Regions from separate parts of the Mus musculus genome. Here region 2 is linked to region 1. A link is a contact called in public Hi-C data. All regions are on one chromosome and are shown on one strand. Each heading gives the region's core, a stretch centred on a gene start, on an enhancer-like site or on the middle of the called end of the contact. The rest is flanking DNA. Distances are from core to core; before and after follow the strand shown.

The links. Hi-C and Micro-C count contacts between places; a contact is called where the count stands out from the background.
Region 2: a contact with region 1 is called in a Hi-C map of uterus, with 2.3 times the contacts expected there. The contact joins two enhancer-like sites. A contact is called at or near these places in 3 of 484 Hi-C or Micro-C datasets (nephron progenitors and uterus) and 3 of 9 other capture datasets (adipose tissue, liver and pancreatic islet).

The regions. Positions count from the first base shown.
Region 1 is chr5:102,728,287-102,730,986 of GRCm38.p6, reverse strand. The region is part of intron 3 of Arhgap24 (Rho GTPase activating protein 24); the gene reads right to left. Among named protein-coding and RNA genes, the nearest start is that of Gm30396, 98 kb to the right of the region's middle. Within about 2 kb of position 1,281, at least 13 of the 459 cell types and tissues checked have an H3K27ac peak or open chromatin away from gene starts, as enhancers often do. A contact at or near this core is called in uterus, where this site is marked.
Region 2 is chr5:102,802,349-102,805,048 of GRCm38.p6, reverse strand. All of the region lies in intron 3 of Arhgap24 (Rho GTPase activating protein 24), which reads right to left. Among named protein-coding and RNA genes, the nearest start is that of Gm30396, 170 kb to the right of the region's middle. Within about 2 kb of position 1,323, at least 12 of the 459 cell types and tissues checked have an H3K27ac peak or open chromatin away from gene starts, as enhancers often do. A contact at or near this core is called in uterus, where this site is marked.

The DNA.
Region 1 (2,700 bases), core at 32-2,531:
CTATCTATCTATCCATCCATCCATCAATCATCTGTTTTCTATCTTTGGTTTTAAGTTGCCACACAGCTAGATAGATGGTGAGTGGTGTAGAAGACCTTAGAGAAATAGCAGTGATGAGGCAAAAGCCTACCAAGGGATAAGATAATTAAATGTTCGGCAACATGGTGGCCATGAGAATAGAGAGAGAAATATGTCAAGAACAGAGTTTTTAACCCGTGATAACCTGCACGTGGATGTTCACTCCCTGAATACCAAAGCTTGGAAGGCAGAGGCAGGCAGATCTCTAAGTGTGAAGCTCTTGTCCCACAGAGTGAGCTAGTCATAGGCTACAGGGGAACCATGTGTGAAAATAAAACAGCCTAGGGAGATTTGTGTCTGATCTCTAGTGAGAAAGAGACACACACAGTGAGGGGCAGTTTTAGTGAGGGAAGCTATGGAGAGTGAGGCAGCTGAATTCTGGGACTTCAGAGCCTATGTTAGTGAGGAAACTATCCAAGGCTGTGCAGTGTGGGTGACATCTAGTTTTCTGCAGAGCTGGGCATCCAGATACCAGGAAGGCACACACCCAATCATGTCACCCTTCATGAAAACTCATATAAAGCTTAGGACAGATTTGTTGAGCAGATACCTAAGCTGGCTTGGGACTGAAGCCATGAGACTAGATGACATTTTCAGAGGAAGAAAAGCTGTGGAAGAAAATAAGACAGATGCAGAATTCAAATCAAGAACATAGGAAGAAAACCACTGATTGCTGCAGAGGAGGCACAGAAGGAATCCCTGGGCACAAATAGAAGCAGAGACAAAATCTCTCACATCAAGAGGCAGAATTGATGGCAAGGTGCCTGACCTGAGAGGACAGTGTGAATGGAGAAAACAGAAAGTAAGGACAAAGACGAAACCCAGTTAAGACTGGTCACTAAGCCAGCCATCCTCCGCACCCTTCTTCAGGTAATCTTGGCCTTTGTGGTAAAGTTGAACACTGGCATAAGAGGGAAGCAAGGAAGCACAGGCAGAACACAGACATTTTTGCTGGCACAGAGGAGAGAGTGAGTGGCTGAGTTGAGTGTTCGGCGTTTTAGTGCAACAGAGGCCAGAACATCAATTGCACACCGAGGAAAAGCATTGTTGCGAGTAGAGGGGTTTTAATTTGTGAGTCGAGTCTTAGTTCTGTCTTCAAAAACATTTTGTTTAAAAGTTCCATAAACACCAGTGGCCCAGGAAATTCCTTAGCAAATATTCATTAACAGAATGACAGCTATTTTACAAAGTTCCCATAGCTTTACATGTTTATTGCTCCTTGTGTAAGAGAGACTTCTGGCATAGACTCTTGACCCCTTCTTTGGAGGAGAGAAAGAAGCCGTCCTCCCCCTGGGGATTTTCAGGGAAGAGAGGACATGGATGACTTCTTACTCAGAGTGGAGGAAGTTGTGCTGTCTTTCCTTGTCCTGTAAATGTATCCCTCAGATTGTTTGCCTCTTTTCTGGATGGAGATGGTAAGAGAGAGAGAGGGAGAGGGAGAGGGAGAGGGAGAGGGAGAGGGAGAGGGAGAGGGAGAGGGAGAGAGCGCACAGAAACACAGGACCTAAGCAAGTCACATGGTTACAGATTTTGTTCCCCCATGTTGGTTTTTTTTTTTTTTTGAAGGACTTTTTCATTTCAGCTACTTCTTCAACATAACCAAATCAACAAAACTCCTGCGGGAAAGAACACACTGAGCTCAACTTCATTCCCAACAGAGCACGAAACAATATAGATTGTAGTCACAGGAAATGTGTTCTGCTGTCTATAGACAGGCAGACAAGCACAGCACAGAACAACACACAGCCTTGACCTACTTTGTGGTTCTCCAAAGGGATACAAAGTTTCACTTTGTAAAGTGCAATGATACAAAGTAAAATGATACAAAGTTTCCCACAAAGTAAACAAAACAAAACAAAATTCCCCCAAACCCAGGCCTCATAGAGGTCTTCCTCGTGTACTTCTGCTTTCAAATTCTTATAGACTTTGTGGTGCCTTTTCTTCACAGAAAGTTTAAAATTCCTAATTACTGTTGGCTAATAGCAGTTTTATGAGTTTATAGCAAAAAGTAATGGAGTGTTGGCATTTTAGTGTGAATCACTTGTGAATCTCACATAATGAAATACACAGGGAACCACAGGAGTGTTGGTGGCTGTCTTATTTGTTGATACCTTTAAAGACTTGAATTGCATATTTGTTCAACAGATGTTTCTTGCATAACCACAAAATGAACTATGATCTTTGACCACATCACCTCTTAAATTATCCAAAAGTCCTTATTTATATTACACCAAGGCCAGTCTACAAGGATGTACTTAAGTTAACTTAAGCATTCTTTCTAAAGGGTTGTAATTCAATGCAGGTTTTTTTTTGTTTTGTTTTTGTTTTTTTAATGAGAACATAACAGTGATTTCTTCCCTGTTTAATGTCTTGAGAAACCCACAGCATTGAGCATGACTGCTCCTTATGAATTGTTCCCTGAATTCTAGTTTTGGGGGAGACAGATCCTAATATTTCTGGAGAACCCTCCTAAATTTATGCTGGAAAGGGCTGTGTAAGACGTTATCTATGAGTACAAAGATGCTTTAGTTTATTTAAAGTGGCTTCTTTCCTTTCTAGTCTAAAAACTGGTCAGTCTAAATTAATCCTCCCAGGTACATATTTATTCACAATTGCTTTGGA
Region 2 (2,700 bases), core at 74-2,573, 74 kb before region 1:
GTCTCAATATTCTTCCTCAAAATAACTTCCTTGTCTGATAGGCATTATTTGCACTATTTCCTCAAGCATTGGAACATTTGGGAGAAAACATGGCTGAACTGCTCAGTAGAGACTGACTGCCCTGTAGTTTCTCAGTCCAAGTTTTTACACAGTTCTTTAACACCCTCACAATGGTGACATCTTAACCATGCAGTTTGGCCGGAGAAGAAAAACTCAAGGTTCTGGAGAAAGCAGGCACAATGTGATAGGAAAGTTAAATGGGAGATACAGGCAAACACTTGAAAGTAGCTATTTCATTAACCTCTTTAGGGATGCCTCGGCTAGCTCTTCAATGTCATAACAAATGTGTTCAACATTGACCATGGGAGAAGCGTATTGCACAACTTCACAAAGGACAGGACTACATCGCTTCTTCCAAGATATGGTTAAGGACAAAACCAATAGAAAATCTTTTCAATGTAGAGAGTTCGCCGTGGCTTCAACATTCACTCAAAGTGTTGTTCGAGTCTGCACTGCCTTCTACTTAATAGTGAGTCCTAACTCCCATTGCATGTTAAGAAGGGCCATGACTATTTTAAAGACAATGAAAGTGGACTGGCTATCAATTAATCAATCTTTTACATTCCAAATTTTGGAAGTTCTATTTTCTACAATGTATGTAAGCATGATAGACACCCACATTGTGGCTCCATTAAAATACTGTGCTTACAATCTTTCCGAAATCTTTATTGAGGTATAGTAACTACACCCCATGAGACACTCTACACACTGTGGTACAAATCGAATTTTTTTCTTTTGAACGTGTCAAGCACAAATACACACATATACATTTATTGATACTTATCCCATTACCCTCTTTTATACCCCCAACTCCTGCCAAGCTCCAACTCTCTTCTTCTGTTTCTCATTGCTCTGTTCCTATCCCTTCTCCTTACAGTTCTTGGTTGTTATTGTTGTTATTATTGTTGTTGTTGTGACACATGCATTTAATTAGAGCTCTTGCATGTGCCCAGGTAGGAGATCATTTACTGCAGGCACTTTGGCTACTTAGCAGTGGCGAGATCATGGCTCCTCCTCCTCCTCTGGCCACAATTAACTTCTTACAACTTCTCACAGAGCTCCTCCCTCCTGTTTGGCCAATTGTTTGGCAACTGTGAGCTCATGAGTGTAACAGCTGTGTCTTGTCTAGAAGAGCACAGGTCACAGCTCTCCTCTCGGCCCTCTGGCTCTTCTTTTCTTCCCACACCATCATCTGCAGTGTTCCCTGGGCCTTGAAGGGGGGAGATGCGTGGTTCCCTTAGGAACGAGCACTCAGAGAACATGAGGGAGCATAGCCATAAAGGCTGGAAAGCCATTAATCTGATCCTTATTGGCCTGCATGGACCAATGAATAGATGCATGTGTTTGTGGAGGACTGAAGAATTTCTGGACAGGTCAGATGACAGAAAACCAAGGCGATTCCACCATAGTAATAGTAATGCAGGAAGTGATGGCTCCTGAGATGATGACTGGGAAATAAAGGACAGCCTGTGGCCACGCAGCAGCCTGCTCTTTCTGCACACTCTGGACTGCTGGGGCTGCCCTCATCATGTTACCCAGGTTGGTTTTCCTGACCTACTCTTCTATATGAGCTCCCAGGGGCAGCATCACTCAGGCAGGCCTTGTCAATCATCCGATGGCACAGTAACCTTGGTACAAGGGAGATTATCTGAAGCATTTGTTGAATGAAGTGACTTAAGACAAAGGCTGTGTGTCAAGTGGAAAAGAAACATGGGAAAGAGCATTAAAGGGAAAGAGGTGAATTAACAGATTTTCAAGTGGCTGGGAATAATTTGTTCGATGGTGATTTATACGGGATATTCTTACAGGAATTCTAAGTGTTCCTGCTTACAGAGAGGGAGTAGAGTCAAGGAGCCGTTAGTGACTCAGACTTGGTATAGGAAGCAGCAGGCTGCAGAGTTTGATGTCTGTCTAATTTTGGAGTCCACATGGCAGGCCCATCCATCCATACCAGCAAGTGGCAGGTGCATCATTGAGTTGTTGCAGTCTTAGGATATTTTGTGCATGACACGGATGTCACACGCAGGATTCTTTGAAGTCCTGAGTCAACAATATCACAACTCACCCTGACTTTTTTTTTTGTCTCACTTTAGTTGTTCAACTCTATTTGTTCAATTTCGCTTGTTTTCTGTGTGATTTATGATTTTGAGGGGTTCCTATATTGACACGCTGATTGTTTTTCTTTAATGTAACATGATACGTAAGAAGTTCAAATGCACTTGTAGAAGGCGAGAAGATCAAAAGCTCAAAGGCGCTGGTCTACAATGTTGTGTTGGAGAAAAACAAATGCCCATTCAATGTGTCTGAAGTACATGAGTAAAAAATCCATAAATATTTCCATTGTTCTTCCTGTGGGCATATAGTAGTTTAGACAAGTTACTTGTCAAGTTCAGAGGAGCAGACTTTTAAACATATTGGCTATACTCATTATTTTTAATAAATGTGATTCCTTCTCATTTGTATGTTAGGGTTTTAATGCTGTCCAATAATTAAGAGACAGTGAGAATGCATAGGTAGTATCTGTGCCTCTTTATCAGGGTGAAGAAAGGTCAAGGTGCCTAATTGCTTTGTTCTCAAGAGGAATGATAATTATGAAACAAACCAAGCTTAAGCATATAGCTACTCAGTTGCCTGGGATAC